Linked DNA regions of Mus musculus: region 1 is linked to region 2. Evidence: chromatin contacts called from public Hi-C data. All regions are on one chromosome and are shown on one strand. The core of a region is the stretch at or near the end of the contact, and the rest is flanking DNA. Distances in the headings are between cores, read along the strand shown.

The links. Hi-C and Micro-C count contacts between places; a contact is called where the count stands out from the background.
Region 1: a contact with region 2 is called in a Hi-C map of bone marrow-derived macrophages, with 12 read pairs. The contact joins two enhancer-like sites.

Annotation. Positions count from the first base shown.
Region 1 is chr10:20,878,225-20,883,322 of GRCm38.p6, reverse strand. It overlaps the pseudogene Rps2-ps3. Among named protein-coding and RNA genes, the nearest start is that of Gm33510, 42 kb to the right of the region's middle. Within about 2 kb of position 3,617, at least 11 of the 459 cell types and tissues checked have an H3K27ac peak or open chromatin away from gene starts, as enhancers often do. A contact at or near this core is called in bone marrow-derived macrophages, where this site is marked.
Region 2 is chr10:20,287,961-20,293,086 of GRCm38.p6, reverse strand. It overlaps the pseudogene Gm30285. Among named protein-coding and RNA genes, the nearest start is that of Gm48249, 3.9 kb to the right of the region's middle. Within about 2 kb of position 2,481, at least 66 of the 459 cell types and tissues checked have an H3K27ac peak or open chromatin away from gene starts, as enhancers often do. A contact at or near this core is called in bone marrow-derived macrophages, where this site is marked.

The DNA.
Region 1 (5,098 bases), core at 2,368-4,867, 590 kb before region 2:
GCTCTAAGACATTGGCTCTAAGAGCTTCTAGCTTTGCTTTTCTGATGAAGTCTGAACTTAAACAAGAAAGGAAGTTCCACCTTCCATGGAAGACACAGTATAAAAAAAATCTCTGAGGCTTTCCTGTTTGGCTGGTATAAACTCCACGCCTGTGTTTATCTCCAGCTCCTCCTGGTTAGGGGGTGTCCGTGTGCCAGTCATAGCTAACATACTTTCTTGAGGTGTCTTTGAACAAAGTCCTTTTGCGACATGCTGTGTGTATTTACTTTGAATGACTGTGAATTTTAAATTTGGATTAGGAAGTTGATAACACGACTGAAATTAATGTCTCTTCTCCATCTTTAATTTAGAGAAGCAGGATGGAGTCCAAATGGGAAAGGAATTGAACATAAGAATCTTCCAGGTTAACCGACCGGGAAGTAGCCCAGAGAAACTGGGCTGACGGGTAGGATCTAAGCACTGTGTTGTGCTTCAGTTTCTTGAACGCTGGCTTCCGGCACCATGATGCAACTGCTATCTGTCTTTATTTCCCTACTGTGGTTTTTGTGGGCTCTTTGCTTTAGAACTGTGTATTGTCTGGAACCCTGTGAGGATGAAACGACATTTTCAGGTTCGCAGTAGTGGCCAGGATCTGTCTGCGTGGTTTTTGATCTTTAGTTTGTGATATTGTGTATAGGATACTTTCTCTAGTTGCTATTATGACAAAGTGAATGCTCCCTTAAGCTGGTTATGAATGGCGTCCATGCTCCACTAAGGGAAAATAATGAAACCATTAACAGGTTAGTTCAAATTAGGTTCTTCTCCCTTTGCTGGTCAGCCAGCCCTGTGTGATTGCCTTGGTTCTCAATTTTATAATGAAGTTCAGGGTCAGTGGGATGTTTCATCAATAAACCTCCTTCCTCATAAGCAGAAACTGCTCAGTTTGATTCCCAGAAGCTATGTGAAGAGACTAGAAATATTGTCACATGCTTGCAGTTCCAGGATGGAGAGAAGGAGACAGGCAGGGGACTCCTGTAGCATATTGGCCAGCTTGCCTAGGCTACGTGAAGAAGCCCTAGGCCAGGGAGATCCCTGTCTGAAACCCAAAAGCTGGAAGATGCCCAAGAAAGGACTTGAGAGGTTGTCCTCTGCTGTCTGCACATGTGCACCCTACACACATATGTACACATCTAGTGAGCCATGCACACACACACACACACACACACACACACACACACACACACAATCTATATGTTTACTGGTTTACAGAAAACAGATGTAATTATGAAATGATAGCTTTGGCACCAACAGGTCAGACTTGGTGGTATACATCTTTAATTCTAGCACTCAGAAAGCAGAGATAAGTAAGTCTCTATGAATTTGAGTCTAGCTTGGGCTACCCAGAGGGTTCCAGGCCAGCCAGGGCTACCTAGTAAGACTTTTAAAAATAACAACAAAAACCATTTTTATTTGTTATTGTGAGTAAGGTCTGTTGATGTAGGTCATGGAATTGTGAACCAATGACAGGTAAACAGCTTATCTGTATTATTTCTTAGGATGCATATGCCACAGGGTTTTTTAAATAATAGAGTATATTTACATCATCCCTTTTATCATTAGAAGGCTGAGGTTAAATAATACTAATGGCTAACACAAAATTCCTTAACTCAAGTTTTGAGGTTCCTAACTTACTTAATTCTATTGACAGATTACTGTTCTTGGTGTGTGTGTGTGTGTGTGTGTGTGTGTGTGTGTGGTGTTTTTGTTTATAGCAATACCTTCCTAAAGCCTATATGAAAATAAGAAAAAAAAAAACAAAAACCTTTTTAGTTAGCCAGCCTGAACTATGTAATGAGTTCCAGGACAGCCTGGGCTACAAAATAGAGCTCCGGTCTCGTGTGTGTGTGTGTGTGTGTGTGTGTGTGTGTGTGTGTGTGTGTGTGTCTAGGGAGTGAGAGTGGAAAGTTGATAATGAGTTCAATTTCTAGTAATAAATTTATTTATGAGATGAAACTGCTCAAAGCAATGTTAAAACCATCATTGGGTGAAAGGTCCCAGGGACTCAGAGTTGTTGCTTTCTAAGGCTTTCCCCAAGCATTAATGTTAATTTTGAATTCATAATAATAATAAAAGGAAATTTGTGTCCCATTGTCAGATATTATTAACTACTAATATGATAAACTGTTTTTAATTAACCAGAATACACTCTTGTAATTACCAAATGCAGACAATTTTGTTTAGTTCTGAGTAAAGTACAACAGCCTGCAACATGCCGTAGAGGTCCTTGCAAATTTTCCTGCCCCTGGCCTCCTGACCTTCCCACAATTCCCTCTTTATGCCCCCCTCACATCTCTGTTTTTCTTGCCTTCTGTAAGAATCTGAACCAACACAGTACTGCAGATGCAAGGAACAGGCTGATTTGATTGCACACCTTCCTCTGCAGCTCTAAGGTGGCCTGTGCTCTTTCTATGGACGATTTCCTACTGTGTGTGGGCCTCTAACTGAACTAAAGTACAAGGGTTACCATTTCTCTACCCTTTTAAGGACAGAGTGGAAAGACTCCAGTGTCTATAGAATTATCTATAGTTTTACAGAGAGAGTAACAATTTAGAATTAAAGTTTTAAGAATAGATAAAGTGAAATATTTAATATCACTTAGTAGGTCTATACTAGTGTGTGTATAATCACACTATTTATGGGTAGATGGTGCTCAGTGAAGGAATAGGGAGGAGATGCAGGCATGAAGTTAATACAAAAATTTGGCCAAGTGACTCTGTCTGCTCTCTGGTTTTAGCCTTAGCCTCTTCTGTCCCCAGTCACCTCCAGTTAAGCACTTCCTGCCAGGTAGCAGGGAGACAGGAAACACCATGTGCTTCCTGGCTCAGGTGGTGGCACATGACCATAGGGCAGTCATTCAGAGCAAACGCCCAATGCTGCCTGGGATTTGCTGACACTGTGCAGGATGACAGCACGATGACCCAGTTACGCGTCAAATTTCTGTCTCCACTCTATTATTGACTCCTGGGAGCACACTGTAGCATTCTTCTGACATCCAATTCAGTAAGTCAGAAAGGACAACTGTAGATTTGTTCAGGGAAGAGAAAGGTACACCCTGCTTAGAAGCAACGGGGACAGGGACGTGCAAACATTCTTTTGTCTTAAGGTTGGGTGTAGCCATTCAGGAGTCACTTGACGGAAGAAGAGCATTGAGGACAACTGTGGAAAGATCACCAGGCTCATGATGTGGAGAAGAGTGTACTTAGTCATCTTAGCTAAAGGAAGCCCTTATAGACTCAGCTTTGAGGTGAAGAGAAATATTTATGAATGGGAGTCATGAACTTAGATACATACTAGGCTCCTAAATATTACATAAAGTCACATATTTTATAAGGCAGAGCATGACTATAATGGAAGACATAGATAAATTATTTTAATGCAGATTTCTCATAAGCTATGAGAAGAGGGTCTTGACTTCTGTAGCCTCCGAGGATGGCTGCCTTCCTCCTCCCCTGCTCTCGTGAGGATGAGGTGGTATTGAGATTGTGAAACAGGAAGTTTTGTTTCCCAGTGTCAGACCATACACTGAAAATATTGAAGGCAGGGGTTCCGATGAGATGCGTCTGTGTAACTGTGTTCTCAGTTAGTCAAGTCACGTGGGCTAACTTAGTCAATCAGCCCAAGCTCCAGTTTCCTTGTCTGCTAAGTGGGGGTAGATATTAGTGCCTGACATGCAGGGCATCTGTCAGAATTCAGTGGGTGCGGCACGGTACAGTGCTAGGAATAGTTCATGTTGGCACATGTTCAAAACGACAGACTAGAGGCTTACTGGGAAATCTCACTACAACACTGTAGCTATCACTCCACTGTTCACAAATGGGCTGGTTATGACCATTTAAAGTTCTTCATTAAATTAGCAATTTATGATGGCTTAATCCAAATGCATGATTGGTGTAATGGGCTTTTAGCACAGAATGCAGTTTATAGCTTTGTCAAGGGGATCAGAAAGATGAGATTATTCCTCGCATTCTGAATTAGAAGCCTGACTGAGAAACTTAGGCAAGTGCTTCTACATGATAGGGAAAATAAGAAGAAATAGATTTTAATAGAAAATAAATAGAAATAGAAAATAAAGTAAATAGACTTTTCTATTTTGTCAACAAATATTCATTTTTAAATAATGGCAAGTGATGTAAAAGATAAAATAGGGGAATGTGATGGTGTGTGTTGGGCATCAGTCAGTGTTCTGCAATTTAGAGTGTGAGCTAAGCCTAAAGTCTAAATTATAATATTACTAGACAATTAAAACTCATATAAATATAAGCGATTTAAAAATGGGCAGGTAGTTTCTTCTTCTACAGGAAAATGACAATGGCGGATTATGCTGGTGCACCAGGATCACCAGAGGATCTGGGGGAGGGGAGGCGGGTACGGCGTTGGGCAGGATTAGGAGGCCGCAGGGCCCATGGAGGTAAAGCCTAAGACAAGATGACAAGGAGTGGGTCTCCGTCACCAAGCTGTGCTGTCTGGTTAAAGACATGAAGGTCAAGTCCTTGGAGGAGATCTGCCTGTTCTCTCTGCTCATTCAGGAATCTGAGATTGTTGACTTTTTTCCTGGGTGCAACCCTAAAGGATGTGGTTTTAAAGATCATGCCAGTGCCGAAGCAGACTCGGGCTGGCCAGCAGACCAGGTTCGAGGCTTTTGTAGCTAATGGGGACTACAATGGTTGGTCACAACAGTCACATTGGTCTTCGTGTTAAATGCTCCAAGGACATAGCGATTGCCACCCCAGGGGCCATCTTCTTGATCAAGCTCTCCATTGTCCCTGTGCGGAGAGGCTATGGGAATGGAGTGAGGGACAAGATAGGCAAGCCCCACACAGTTCCATGCAAGGTGACAGGCTGCCGTGTTGCTGAGTGCCTCTGTGTTGGTGTGTCTCCGTCCTGCCCTGAGAGAAACGGGTATCGTCTCTGCCTCTGTTCCCAAGAAGCTACTGATGAGGGCTGGAACTTGGTGACTGCTACACATCAGCCAGGGACTGACTGCCACCCTGGGCAACTTTGTCAAGGCCATCTTTAATGCCATCTCTCTGGAAAAAGACTGTGTTTACCACGTCTCCTT
Region 2 (5,126 bases), core at 1,232-3,731:
TTTTTTTTTTTTTTGGTTTTTCGAGACAAGGTTTCTCTGTGTAGCTCTGGCTGTCCTGGAACTCACTCTGTAGACCAGGCTGGCCTCGAACTCAGAAATTTGCCTGCCTCTGCCTCCCAAGTGCTGGGATTAAAGGCGTGCGCCACCACGCCCGGCACATGCACACTTTCAGTAGCACATGTGAGGGGATCCCTCTAAAACTGACCTGGACCACTCCACATGGCCTTTATCGTCCCTGATGTTAATGCATGTTCTCTCTTTACAATAAACTCGTGGCCATCAGAAGATACTAATTTCACATATTATAGAACACTGTCTTAGTTAGGGTCTCATTGCTGTGAAGAGCCACCATGACCGTGTTAACTCATAAAGAAGAACATTTAATTGGGGGCTGGCTTATAGTTTCTGAGGTTCAATCCATTATCATCACGGTGGGAAGGATGGCAGCAGGCAGGCAGACTTGGGGCTGGAGATGAAGCTAAGATGTCTTACATCTTGGGCTGGTGATATGGCTCAGCGGGCAAGAACACTGACTGCTCTTCCAAAGGTCCCGAGTTCAAATCCCAGCAACCACCTGGTGGTTCACACCCACCCGTAATGAGATCTGACACCCTCTTCTGGTACATTTGAGGACAGCTACAGTGTACTTATTTATAATAATAATAAAGAAATCTTTGGGCCGGAGCAAGTAGGGACTGAGTGAGTGGAGTTGACCAGGGCAAGCAGGGCCGACTGGAACAACCAGAGGTCCTAAAAATTCAATTTCCAACAACCACATCAAGGCTCCATACAGCTACAGTGTACTCATATAAATTTTTTTTTTTCTTTAAAGAGTTCTTACATCTTGATCCACAGGCAGCAGGAGAGACTGAAACACCCTGGCCAGACTTGAGCTTTTAAGATCACCTCCACTGTGACTCGGGCCACACCTACTACAACAAAACCACACTTCTAAAGGAGAGAGAGAGAGAGAGAGAGAGAGAGAGAGAGAGAGAATTCTCAAGTTGATTTTAACTTTTGTTTGAAAATGTAGTTAACCTAGAAGAGCCTGAACAAAGAAGAATGGATGGGGTGGACTCATTCCACTTAGGTCTTCTCTCTCCCTCTCACTCTCTCTCCCTCCCTCCCTCCCTCCCTTTTCCTTCCTTCCTTCCTTCCTTCCTTCCTTCCTTCCCTTTCTTCTCCGAGACAGGGTTTCTCTGTGTAACAGTCCTGGTTGCCCTGGAACTCACTCTGTAGACCAGGCTGGTCTCAAACTCATAGGCACCCACCTGCAGCCAGCATTGAGTCTTACTATGAACTAAAGTTACATTTAAGTGTGTTAATGATTTAAGTATGGACAAATAGTTCCACAACCAGAATAGATAGCGTAGAGATTGTCCCATGCATGTAGGATCAAGAGGCTTCTAAGTTGACAGACAATTAAATGGAGAAATTAAATGAAACTGTTCTGAGCACACAGTGCTGTCTACCAGGATTGCTGTGTCCTGGTTAGTTTTTAATGTCACCTTGACACTAGCTAGTGTCATCTGAGAGGAGGGAACCTCAACCGAGATCAGGCAAACCCATAGAGCGTTTTTATCTTGAATATCATCTGCAGTCATTTGGACAGTAACCTATGTGATTTACTACAGTTATGTATTTCATTGTACACATGTCAATTTGTCATAAGTTGTTGCTTAGATCTTCCTGATGTGGTTTATATTTTAAGCTTTATGTATCCCCTTATTATGGTCACTCAAAAGGGGTTATCAGCTGGATGTGGTAACTCATGTTTATAACTTCAGAACTTGGGGGGGGGGGGTTGAGGCCAACCTAGGCTACAGTGTTAGTTCTAGACCATGTAGGAGTATATACGCAGACCCTGTCACAAACACTAACAAACAAAAGAGGGATTGAAGCAATCGAAATGATAGAGGTAGAACACTCAGTGTCCACAGGCGGCTCCGGTCTTCCCAGCATTTACAGGGAATTTTTGTTTGTTTGCTTTAACATTTACTGCAATTCCACTGACGATTCACAGAGATTCCTGGGAGGAAACCCTGAGACAAGGCCCAGGGCCTGTCAGGAAACTTGCCTTCCAACTCAGGTGGACAAGAACCAAGGGCTTTGTCTATGAGAAGGTGAACAACTGCCCATAATACAGGAAGGGAGGTCCGACCCTAATCCTGCCTTCCTCTCCCCGAGAAACTGCTGACATTTAAGCCACAGCAGCAGAAGAGGCAAAGATAATTGGACAGTGTGCACCTGCCTGTCTGCTCGTACATTACAGGCGGTGAGTTGAGTTTGAGACGAATCCTTTTGTCAGTCGTGGGAAGCTAAGGATCCCCTCTGGGTAAATTGAGGGGACCCTCTCTGAGCATTGTAGCCCAGCTAGATCAAAATTAGGGGAGCAGAAGCCCTTATACTGGGCAGCCTCAGTGAGGATCGTGTCTACCGGAAAGGGTAGCAAGCTAATTCAGGGAATGAAGATGACCAGACTCAGCCGCTGAAAACGGACTGAACTATCGTCCTAGTAGCTCACTGCCGCCACCTCCTGGAGATGTAGGGACTTAGCCGTGCTGTTCAATTAGGTTTTTTTGTTTTGTTTTCTTTTGTTTTGTTTTTTTTAAAATAAATCCCATTGCCATTCTCATAACTGGCAATTAATATTGACACAAACAATAACATTTATCATTTTAAAATATTATATCTGGTGGCTAAAATACTACATTCTTTTTTATTTCATTTTTTAAAGAAAAATAGTTAACTACCCAGGGTCCCATTCTGCTCCCTCAATGTCTGCAGTTTAATACGATTTTTTGTATAAGATAAATTACAAGGAAAAAAGAGCAATATTTCCGCTTACCAGAAACCAGTTACTATAATGTACACTGCAGGTGTTCTATTTGGTGTTGTTTTTTATTTGTTTTGATAAGTTCTTACTCTGTAGCCCAGAAGGGATGCAAACTCTAGGTACTCCTGTCTCAACCTCCTGAAGGCTGGATTACAGGTCTGTGTCACCATTCCCACAGAAAACAAAATCTGGTTGTCGGCTTTGAGTGTGTGTGTGTGTGTGTGTGTGTGCGCGCGCGTGTGCGCATGCACAAGCAATCCCGTTTCAGTGCTGTGTGCATGCTTATGTTTACACATCCACGCATGTGCATGCATATGCACATAAAGACCCAAAGCTGATGTCAGTATCTTCCTCTACTATTCTCCACTGTTTTTACCGAGGCAATGGTCCAGACTGAACCGGCCGGAGCTTGCGGTTCTAGCCAGGCAGCTTCCTCTAGGCAAGCTCGCGCTTTATCCACTGAGCATCTGCCCAACCCTGGTTTCATTTATTTGTAACAGTGTAGTTCAGACTGGCATCAAACTCACTGTGTGGGCCAAGGATAAGCTCAAACTTTTGATTTTGCAGCCTCCACCATGCCCAGCTGTGTATATATATATATATATATATATATATATATATATATATAACCCATTTATAATGATACTAAGAAATAACAAAGATCTAACAATCTAAGAAAAGGTATGAGCCTTCTATACAGGAAACTAAAGTTCTGTGAGCTGAGAGAGAAATTAAAGAACATTTCACCATGACCGAAGCAACTCGAGGAAGAAAGGGTTTATTTGGCTTATGTTTCCATAGCACTGTTCATCATCAAAGGAGGCCAGGACAGGAACTCAGACAAGGCAGGATCCTGGAGGCGGAAGCTGATGCAGAGGCTGTGGGGGGTGCTGCTCACTGGTTTGCTAGTCATGGTCCGTTCAGCCTGCTGTCTGTAGAATCCAGAACCACCAGCCTAGGGATGGAGTAGGGTAAAAGGGCCAAAGGGTGGGGGGGCACTTTGACCCTGACTTGATCCCAAGACCAGGGCCAAGAAACAAGAGCCCACCAATCCCTGAGCACAAAAACCCCATCCCTGAGCATACACACACACACACACACACACACACACACACACACACACACACACACATCTCATTGATCCCTGAACAGGAAACCCCACCAATCCCTGAGCTCAAGACTAGGAACTGAAACCCCACCAATTCTCACCCTGGAAATCTCCCCGCCTCCCCACCCACCCCATCCCCACCCCAAGAAGCCATATATAAAGCTTGAGTTCTGCTCAGTACTTGGTTGCTTCTATCCCCAGTATTGGCAGTCTTCTGGTCTTTTCCTCCCAATAAATCTCTCGTGTGAGGTTTGTTGTGTGGTATGACTGTGGCATTCCTTGGCTTCCTACTGCCAGGATACCTCTCCAAGGAGAGCTATAATACCTTTTGCTTGGTAAACCTCCTCCTGTTGGAAGAGCTGAAACGCTTCTGTAGGGGAAACCTTTCCCTTCAAAGCTACTACAGATGAAACCTTCCATAGTGGGCTGGACCCTTCCGCATTGATCACTAATTAAGAACAAGCTGAACAGCTGAATCTTACGGAGTCATTTTCTCAATGAGGCTCCCTTATCTCTGTTGACTCTAGCTCTGTCAAGTTGACACAGAACCGGCCAGTACACCTGAGCAGGTCTGTAGGGCCCTGACAAAGGAAACTGGTAATCCCGGGTACCTACCACACATGGATTCTAAAGCTGGCTCTGGCTGGGGTCTGTTGTGACACTCCAGGTTCCTAGCATTTCTGAGCTGTAGTTTCACTTAAAAATGGTAACTGACTCTCCTAAAGCCTACCTTAAAATGGTGAAAATTCGGGCTGGTGAGATGGCTCAGTGGTTAAGAGCTCCGACTGCTCTTCCTAAGGTCCCGAGTTCAAATCCCAGCAACCACATGGTGACTCACAATCATCCGTAACAAAATCTGATGCCCTCTTCTGGAGTGACTGAAGACAGCTACGGTGTACTTATGTATAACAAACAAAGAAAGAAAGATTAAAAAAAATGGTGAAAATTCACTGAGAAATGAGAAAGATAAAAAAGAAGGGCTTATGGGGTGGGTTTACATTAAATTTTCCCATTCAGTAATGAGTCCTAAACTGCTCTCTTTCCAATTTTATTGTAATTTTTCCTTTTGGCAAAGCTAAGAGCAGGTAGGAGTTAAACAGAGATTTTAAATTCCTTGTGCTTGGCAAATGTGATCCTGGAATCTGGTTGCTTAACACAGAAAGATTCTGAGTTTGGTAGCAA